Regions from separate parts of the Gossypium hirsutum genome. Here region 2 is linked to region 1. The links are chromatin contacts, called in public Hi-C maps. All regions are on one chromosome and are shown on one strand. The core of a region is the stretch at or near the end of the contact, and the rest is flanking DNA. Distances in the headings are between cores, read along the strand shown. Region 1 holds the start of LOC107937203 (transcription factor TCP20). Region 2 has its middle 6.8 kb from the start of LOC121210952.

Region 1 (5,276 bases), core at 1,010-3,509:
AACTCCGTCACATATATCTCTAGGAAAGCATCAGGATATAAAATTGTAAGCAAAGATGTAAAGCTGGTTTTGAAGGAGTGAGGGGCCAAGGCCAATGCCATGAAATGTCATTATAGCAATACGCCATGTTCCAATTATGTGGTCAAGAAAAAGCATAAAAATAAAAAAGCCTGGTTATGGAGTTTTGCATGCATGGGAGATAAGCAAGATTCAAGGACCCACTTGCTAAACTCGAGCAAGGTGGGTTTGGGGTTTGGACCCCATTCATCCTTCGATAGTGAATTAGTAACTGATCACTGCCTCTGCTTCATTTTTCGAGACAAAGCATAATCCTCTCTCTTATGGCGTTTCAGAGAGATAAGAGGATTATCAATTTTAGGCACAAAGGACGCGTGATTGCCATAAATTTCTAATGATAGGATTACAAATCACAAGGACTTGCTGTAGTTTCCATGATTGGTTGAACATCGCCACGTACATTGTGGGGACTCCTTCATCCCTATTCCTCTCATGGTGGGCAATGCCAGCCACACCCATTTCCTCCTTCCACATTTTTTACGGTTCTTGGTACATTTTATTGAACTTAGAATTTAATTTGAGATATTTCTTTTTTACCATCTCTATTGATTTCATTTTCTTTATTTTTTACTTAATATCAAAATAACTTTTTGACAATGTTTTAATATAGTACAACTTCTTTTTATTGGATCAAGTAAAAGATCTTTAAACCTAATCAAAAGCCTTCCTGTAGCCCAAACTTTAATGAATAATTAAAAATATATATATATATATATATGTCCCCTAAAATTTTAATTTCACTTTCATTTTGTAAAATTTGTAATTTAATAACAGTAATATTAACAAGGATAGATAGGAATCAAAATAATTATAATATTTCCATCATTCCTTTTACCTTAAGATAGATACAAAGGAATATCAATAAGGTTAATATAACTTTTAGTCTCTATATTTAGTAATTAAATTTATTTTGGTATTTTTTTATTAAATTTGTATGTGAAATTAATAATTAAATTTATTTTTTTAAACATAACATTTTGAGATTATATTAAATCATCAAACTTTTATAATTATCAAATTCTATGTACAGCTAATTACTAAATTCAGATACTATAAGTTATATTTTCCCACTATACCGACTACAAGCATACTAAAGGATATATACATTGCACACACGGAACTTGTTTTCTATTTGAAAATAGGGAAATAAACTGTGAGGGATTTATTACATTACAGTACCTAGACATAGGCAACTAGTGGAGCAGGGGTCTTTTTCTCATCCTCAAAATCTATAAAATTTTTATTTGATTTAATCTCATAAATTATTAATATAATTATTGATATAATATCATTTTATGTTTATCTATTGCATACACAATTAATTATATTTTTTCAATATAAAATAAATTGATACTTTTTTATTTTTTTAAACGTACTGAATTAAAATTAAAGTTTCATATATATAATTAAACCACACTCAAATTTTTATGTGTATAATTAAAATAAATCAAAGTTTATATATGATTTTGAGATTTATCTATTTGATTTACTCTTAACTTAATTCAATCAAATATTAATTTATTCATTTCAAATCCAGCCCTAAAATTTAAAGATATATTTTATTGACCTTTTATGCTTTATCAAAGTAAAACAATAATTTTTAAATTATATTTTTAATGAGATGAGGGATAATATACATTTTGAATTAGATTATGAAACACCTGTGAGAGTTAAAATTTTAGATAACAAATTAAAAATTAAGTAAGAATGATAGAATTGAGATAATAAAAATTATAATAATTTGAAAAAATATATTATTTTGTAAAAATAATAGACCCCGGAATCCGATTAAATGGTAATTATGCAGGGTGGGTTAATTTAATTAAAGAAGAAAAAATTGAATTGAGTGGAATGGCCCTATTTCTTATTCCTATTCCTTTGGTTGGTTAATTCCTAATGTGCGTCTCCAGCAGTCAACCAATTTTTTTTTTAATGTAATTATGAGTTTAGAGTTTTTAAGTTTTGCTTTTTGCTATCCCACCTGAATTAGGTAAAATCTTATATTTTCTTTATTCCATAATATAGTGGGAGGGAAAACCAAGGCTGTGAGTGATTAACAATACCTATCCTATTCTATACATACATTTTCATAATTATATCATGTCCACTTTTTTTTTTCCTTAGTGAGTAAGAGAAAAAAGTTGACATAAAATCATTGAGTGGTAACTTTAAATTGAAATTTTGTGGTTCCAACATATGGACAATAAAGCAAAGGGAAGCATTGAAATTTCAAAGGGGAAGTAAGAAAAAGTCCAAATGAGTTAACCTTCGCCAATCAAGGAGGCCCCATAATTGAGTTTACATGGAGCCTAAGGGCAAGGGCAAGGGCAAGGGCAAGGGCAAGGGCTCAAATCATCATCCACAAGAGGTGCCCACCTGCTTGACTCCTCAGAAAGCAGAGAACAATAAACCTGCAGAAATAAAAAACTTGCAAATCATGATTGCGAGCAAAGATGATAACAAGAAGCAACTAGCTCCCAAAAGAAGCTCAAACAAAGACAGGCACAAGAAAGTAGATGGCAGAGGTAGAAGAATAAGGATGCCTGCTCTGTGCGCCGCCAGGATTTTCCAATTGACCCGAGAATTGGGTCACAAATCCGATGGCGAGACCATTCAGTGGTTGTTGCAGCAATCGGAACCATTTATCATTGCTGCAACTGGAACTGGGACGATTCCCGCTTCAGCTCTGGCGGCTGCTGGAGCCTCTGTTTGTGCGCAGGGGAACTCTGTCTCTGCTGGTTTGCATACCAAAATGGGACTGGGGGCATGTACTGGGTCCAAAGATAGGAATAATTGGGCAATGTTGGGTGGTAATTTAGGAAGATCCCAAATCCCAAGTGGGGCATGGTCTTCTAGTAATGGAATTGGATCAGGGCTTGTTCAAGCTTCAGAGCAATCCACATCAGCTTCAAATTTTGGGAATGAAAACTCAAATCATATCCACCAAAACTATGGGTTCCAGGGGCTTGAATTTCCAAATATTAATATGGGTTTTGTGAGTTTTTCGTCGCTGCTCAACGGTAGTAACCCCCAGGTTCCAGGTTTGGAGCTTGGGCTTTCACAGGATCCGAATTTTGGTGTGTCTAATTCCCAAGCTTTTAGCCACTTTTACCCGCAGATTGGGCAGCAGCGAGGTGGTGTACGTCCCTTGAATCAGCAGCAGATTGTTGCTGATAAGGATAATTCCCAGGGATCCAAGCAGTAGCTAGTCTTTCTAAACAACAACAAGATGATGACGACGACTGGTCAACCGGATTATATATTGCGTTCCTTGACCAGAAACTAAAGGTAAAATGATTTCTGAACAGTTCAATTTGCTGGGGTAGGTTTTCATTCTACTGAGTCAATTTCGTATTTGGCATGGCAAATTCTTCTTCACCTTCTTCTTCTAAAACATCAACATAATTCCATCTGCGTGCCTTGTCATTTTGCAGATGAGTTGTGAAGAGAATAACAATGGCCAGGAAATTGGATTTACTTCTGCTGCTTGTTAAACATTGATGGATTTAGTTTGGTGTTTGTTAAACTGAACTTTGAGGTGTGTTTATTATTGTTTAGTACAATTTTGTCGGGCAAATATCACTTGTTTGCTCTATATTTCATGTCTAAGCGAAGTAGATTGGTATCTTAAAGCAATAGAGATGAGGGGGATTTCCATTGTTTTCAACTTTAAAGTAGCGATTTGGAATTATTGCAGAAACTATGAATCTTCCGTATGTGTGTGATACTCAAATTTTTTTTCCCGAGGCATCCGATGAAGTTTGCCGGAGCTAGGGTTTATTATTATCATTATTGTTTTCAACGGATCAATAAATTATCATAAATTTTTTTCTGAAAAATAAATTTAAATTTTAGTACAAAAGAATTTTCACTCAAACTTGATATCAAAGGGATGTTATGTTGTTGGCATTATTTGATATTCTGTACTCACATTGAATTTTAATTAAATTTAAAATCGAATAAAAATGAATTTGTAGATGAGAGATAAGCTCTCACAATTTTATTTTCTTTATTGAAATTAAAAGGTATTAAAATTTTTTATCACTCAATTCAGTAAACATTAATTACTATGAAGATTATTAGTTTCTTTGATATTAATTTTTTTTAGCTAAAATAAAAAGAAATAAAATTTTTAAAGTTAAAATCATAAAAAATCTAAGTAAATTACAAAATATTTATTCTTTCTTAATTTTTAATACTTCAAGTAAAATTTGTTTGTGGTTTTTTTTATTTAATTTCTAGTATTTAAAGTAATATAAATTCATATAATTTCTTATTGCATCAAATTTTGTATAGCCTATCATAGTGACTCAATTTATTTGTTTTGTTGTGTATTTATGTCGTCTTAACTTGCATAAATTTTCATAGTAGTTTAATTTGGAGCAAAAATGTTGATATAATGTATGTGTTGAAAGTACTATAAAATTTAAGACGTTAATAATTTAGACATTTGCCATTTTTCTTGACTTCATATGCTTTAATGTATTAATTCATATCATAGCACTAAAACCTTCAACTATGAATCAATTTTACTTTTAGAGTTGTCTATAAATATATACTAGGTGGCCAACATTAAAAGATTTGTCAGTTTCTCTTTAAGCTTTGTGCTTTCTTGCAGGTCTCTGCTAATATTTTTGGTGATTTGATCGTTAATTGAATTTGGATTTTTTTTTATTTAACATAAAACTTTTTTGTCCAGTAAAATTTGCTTTCATTTCTATTTTCTTCTTATGGTTTAGCTTAAGTTGCGTGCTTTGCATCTGAAATTCCAAGCAAATTCCTAATAAATGTTTCTTCTGATATGTTTAATTCCTATTTTGATTGGAAATTTGTTATTATGTTAGTTCTTCTGCATCCAAGTACTGATACCTTATCAATTCATTGCTACAACAAATCTGCAAGGTATTGATACTTAAGCCTTTGCTATTGATACCTCTACTATATTTTGGATCAAAGTGTTACAAATTGACAAGAAAGTGCTTGATTTTTGTTATTTGATGATTTTGTGATAAAAATAGTTATGGCATAAATTTTAAATATGATAATTGATTGATTAAATATGTGATTGAACGATTCTAGATCGGATGATGTCTCTAAATATCTAAATGTGACATTAGTTATCTAAAATTATAGTCAATCTTAATAAAAAGTGTTACACTTTTAATTTTAACAAAAAAAATTTGTAAGCCAATAAAATT
Region 2 (5,276 bases), core at 1,825-4,324, 180 kb before region 1:
TTTTCTTTTTCTCAAGCTAGGGATAGAACAGTAATGGTGATGTTGAGTTTCGGCACCTGAAGTATATAAGTTGATGCAATTAAATGAGGAAAACATAAGTGACGTTGGTTGGTAGATAGAATAATCCAGCTAGCACCTACCTACTTACCTATGCTGTGCTCTGCTAGCCAAGGGAATGAATTTGTATTATTTATTTATGCCAAAACCCTTCAATAATTATGGATGGAGGAGGGCTCCACCCCCCACTATCTCTAATCTCCTTTTGCCTACTAACACTAGGAGCAGGAATCCTAATCATTCATAATGCATATGCTAATGCCTTTCTATCTTTAATATAATTAGGGCAATTACTGGGACAGCCCAAACGTTTTATCTTTGGCTATGATATTAATCCTTTTTCCATTATAATGCTATTATACCAATAATGAAATTTAATTATATAAAACAAATTTAATGCTTTGCTAGTGCCGTTACTTGGTTTTGTGTATACAACTAAGCTTAGCTCATCTCTAACTAAAGAATTTATTCCAATTCCAACCCATCCTTCTACTTCTTTGTTGTTTCCATGCATTATAATACATCATGATGACTTTAAAATAGGATATATTTTATTTTCATCACTTCAATTTTTTTTTAAATTTAGTCACTTTAAATAAGATAATTGTGAAAATTAATCGCTATCATTAAAATTTCTGTGAGTACTGATGTGGCATATTAGTACATTGAGCGATTAACACATGACATTTTTTGTTGACTTTTGATTAAAGTTTAAAAAATTCCCTATAATTAGTCCAAAACTTTTCTCCTAAACTTTAGTCAAAAGCCAATAAAAAAAATGCTACATATCAGTCACTCAATGGGCACATTAACAATCTGTTAAAAGAAAATGAAAATTTTAATGGCAATGGCTAATTCACACCATTATTTTATTTAGAGTGACTAAATTAAGATTTAGATTTACCCATAATGTTAATGATGATATCAATTATAAGATGGCTTCCACTAAATTCCTTTGACTTCTAAAGCTTTAAAGTTGATGTTCCAATTTGGAGGGATTTCACATTCTTCTTTAAATCATACATTAATTGACCACTAAACAAAACAAGTGGTTTTTATAATTAGTATGAGAGATGCATGCTATAAAATGCCTCAATTCTTAATTCTACTTATTAAGGGTAGTTTAGCCTCTTTTTTTGTTGAAAAAATAAAAGTGCTTATATATTTAAAATAATCTAAGATTTATCCATAATTTCAATAGCAAAAGTCAAAATATTTTATCACTTGTACATTACTTTTTATGTTAAAAATAGATTTTTTAAATCAAATAAAAAAAAATTAAAAGTTATATATTATTTATACATTCAAATTAAATTTTACAAACAATTTATATTGATTATTGAAAAAATATTTCAAATTTATATTTCATAAATCATAATATTATTATTTTATTATATTTATACTATAATCTAAATTTATATTTATATAAATTCTAAATCTACTATTTCTATTTATATTTTCAATAACACTACCTCAAACTTATTCAAAAACATTTTTACTAGCTAAAAGTAGTTGTCAAAATTTAGACACTAAAACCTATACGCTTTAACTTAGTTTACTTGCTTAGCTAGGTAACCAGTTCCTATTTCAATGGCAATAAAGAAGTCCTGTAAAATTATTTATTTTTATTTAGATTATGTTTCATAAATTAAAAAAATAAGTATTAAAAAATTAAGTGTCGAATTTATGTTATAAAATTTATTTGGTGTATTATTAAAAATTAAAAATTAATTATAATTACATTGTTTGATGATAATATAATCTTAAATTAAATAGAATAAAAAAATAACAATTAATTTTATTTTCTATTAAGTAATAAATAAGTATTTATCATTTTCTATACTATATAACATAAAAATATAAATAGACTTTAGAAATTTAAATAGAATTAGAAAAGCGATTTAGAATTTTTACTTTTTTAAAAGGTTTCGTTTCTTTGGTGGCGAGGGACGTCCGCCATCATTTCCTTCTCTCCACCATCATTTTGCTTTGCTTTTTAGTTTTTATATAAAATATCTCTTTTATTATTTTTTAATTTTTCTATTAGGGGCATCTAAATTTCGTTTTAGTTTTAAGGGTGATAAATGTTTGGTGTTGGAGTCATGAGATTATCTTGATATAGATTATTTTTTAGTATCGTTTTTTGTCTCATTTTAAGAAGAGTAAGTTCAATACTTTGAACAATACATGGTTGGTAAAAAAAACTCAATTCATAATTGTTGTTTTATTTTATCAAAAAAAAAAAATTGATGTGATTCGGTTAGGTGTGTAGTTGGATGATGTCATGAGAATTAGCGATCTAATTTAATGATTTGCGCAATTGAGATCACTAATTAAAGTCGAGTTCTCCTCATTTGTAAAGTTGTCGAATAATTAAATTGTGAGAGCTAATATGGAAGTTGTTTGTTTCACATGGATTAATTGTCAAACTATTGAAACAATTAGTTTTTCGGTAGAGAGAATTGGTGGTTTAAGACTATATATCATTGAATGGGGAGACATTTATAATTTATAATCAGTTCAAAAACTTAAAGCAAAGTTATGGAGTTTTTATAGTTCTGGTTCAGTGTATTTTTTATATTTTGTTTAACTTTGTTATACTTGAAACCCTTCTCCATATTTACAAATTTTGAGCACGAAATTCTGTACAATATATTTTGATGGTGAGAAATTATAAAATTGTTTGTGGCATTGAATTTAAATTCAATAAACTACTTTTTTAAAGTTTGAGGGATTCTGTACGCATCACAGCCTTTGTGAGTTTCCTTGAGACTTAATTCTTCATGTAAACGTTTTATTGTTTGCTAGTTTGGATTTGATTAATTAATGATTGTAATAATTTATTTTAATAATAATTTTCGAATTCTTTTTTAGAAAAAAAGTAGTTAGCCCGAGTATTAAGTTGGGTGTGGAAGTCAAAGGCAAGCCGGATGGCGACAAAATGAAATAGGGAGGGGAATATAGGTGTGATTCAAATTCATATTGAAGTTGAAGTTTGTTAAAAGTGTAGAGCAGATGGACCCTTATGGGGTGGGATGTGTGGAAACAAGAACCATGTCCATATTGGTGAAGAGAACACAGTAAGCAAGTAATTATGTCCATCAAAGTTGACAGATGAAAGATGCAGCAAGAATTCCCCGGACATGTTGATCTCCATCCATCAACTTTAGCTTTTGCTCCTATGTTATTTGTCCATGGGCATGGGCATGCCTCTGCAAAAACAATCCACAACCAAGGGGTCCTCAAACCTAACTCATGTCAGTTCCATTTCCAAGTTGAAACTCGAGATAGCATAGCACCAGGATTTTCTTTTAACTTTATAATTAATTGGGTCAAATCAATTCGTATTTCACAATCTAGATTGGCTTCATACCCCGACACTCCGGCACTCATACAGTGTAACGACGAGGAGGCTTCATTATAAAATTAATTTCCAGACAATAACACAATAGCAACCCCTCACTTTCTGATCTGACTCCAAGTTCCTATCTAATACCCAGCAAAGCAAAAATGCATAAATTAATGAAAGCCCCAAATTTTTGGTTCCAAAGGAATGGACATGCAAGCGAGGTGCCCAGATTCCTCCCCTTTGAAAATCATTACTCATTTACCTAATAGCCTTACACGACACCCCGACAGCAATATCAATGTCGCATTTCGAGGACGCTTTTATTTATTAAATATTGAAGTAGATCCACTGAAAAAAATGACTGAATTCGGTGGGAAACAAATATTTAAGGATATTACTTATAAGACGAAGAAATCTGGAAATTGAATGAATGTGTATTTTTAATATGACCCAAGAGGCGAAGACCCATTCGTCAGCGCTTTTAACTCCCGGCAACATAAGATCTTCACTTAATTATTTTAATTATGGCAATCACATGACATGCTGCTGCTACAAGTCAACTTGGGTCACGGGTTGGAACTTGGAATTCATGACTCTTTGTTTTCTTTCTCTTTCTATTTAGGCATGGAACAAAGCTCAACTAATTTTGCAAATTTGTCTGCTCTGAGCGTCGCCTCACCTCGCCTCATCTCCGATATATTTGTATATGATTCACCACTGCTTTTCTTTCTCATAAACCACGACTTTTCTTTAATTTAACTCTGCTACTGCCTGCATATTTCTTTTACAATTAAGCTATTTTTTAGAAAACAACATGATTATACAATTTTCACTTGCAGGGATGAAATGGAAATAATTCAAAATTTAAACGTTTACATTTAATTTAATTAAAATAAAAATGTATATCTAAATTGATTCAAAATGGTTTGAATATGTTTGAAAGTATTCAAATCCAAAACTCATCCATAATCATTTGTAATATTTAAAAGAAAGATAGAATTAAAACACTTTTTATTCTAATATTTTAAAAAAATTAGTTAAGAGTTAATATTTATAATATATATAAGTCTTGACTTGAATGAAGTAATGGTTAAAATTTTTATAAGACACTTGTTGAACACGAGTTCAAATTGTGTTACCTCATCCTTACTTTTAATATTGTATAAAAATTATAATATATATAAGAATTTTATCTTTAATCTATAGAAAATACAAATTTATCTTTAAAAAGGAATAGTTTGTTTGTAGTTGTAATTTTAAAAGTTTTTCTTGAAAAATTAAACTGAAACTAAAAGCATCAGATAATTTGAATTGTATAAAGAAATTGCTAATATCAATTTAGTTTTGACAGACCTAACCCATTTAGCTAGACAATCTAAGCCCATTTAGCTAAACAACAAAGCAAAAGTCAACTTAATTTTGACAGCTCAAGAGCATCTAGCTAAACAGCCCAAAGCAATTTAATTTTGACAGCCGAAACCTATTTTATAATCCAAACCCATTAATTTAATACATAATTCTTTGATATACAAGTAGTAAACAAGTTAGTTGAAATTTTTTCATGCATCAGTATTTGTTAAATTAAAAAATAAATAAATAAAATATCCACTTCCACAGTCAATATCTCAAAACTTTCCCTTTTCCTTTTTTATTTTTTTTTAAAAAATCTAATTATAAGTACAATTATAATCTAATTACATAGCGTAAGCTCCAGCAACTATAATTAGAATAAAACCAACACAAATCATAATTACATTGAAACCAAAGTAAGTTTGAAGGATAACCCACACATGATAATTATATATAATGGGATTCGAACCTAGGTGCTTAAGGATCTTAAAACTAAAATATTTAAATTAATTCTAATTTA

What was found. Hi-C and Micro-C count contacts between places; a contact is called where the count stands out from the background.
Region 2: a contact with region 1 is called in a Hi-C map of hypocotyl, with 2.3 times the contacts expected there. The contact joins the enhancer-like site here to the promoter of LOC107937203 in region 1. A contact is called at or near these places in 3 of 34 Hi-C or Micro-C datasets (hypocotyl and leaf).

Annotation. Positions count from the first base shown.
Region 1 is chrA12:88,896,502-88,901,777 of Gossypium_hirsutum_v2.1, reverse strand. LOC107937203 (transcription factor TCP20) reads left to right here and starts at 2,259. Exons shown (of 2, transcript XM_016870059.2): 1 at 2,259-3,366; 2 at 3,513-3,778. The coding sequence starts at 2,381. The coding sequence ends at 3,283.
Region 2 is chrA12:89,081,034-89,086,309 of Gossypium_hirsutum_v2.1, reverse strand. No RefSeq gene overlaps it. Among protein-coding and RNA genes, the nearest start is that of LOC121210952, 6.8 kb to the right of the region's middle. Within about 2 kb of position 3,074, at least 8 of the 9 cell types and tissues checked have an H3K27ac peak or open chromatin away from gene starts, as enhancers often do. A contact at or near this core is called in hypocotyl and leaf, where this site is marked.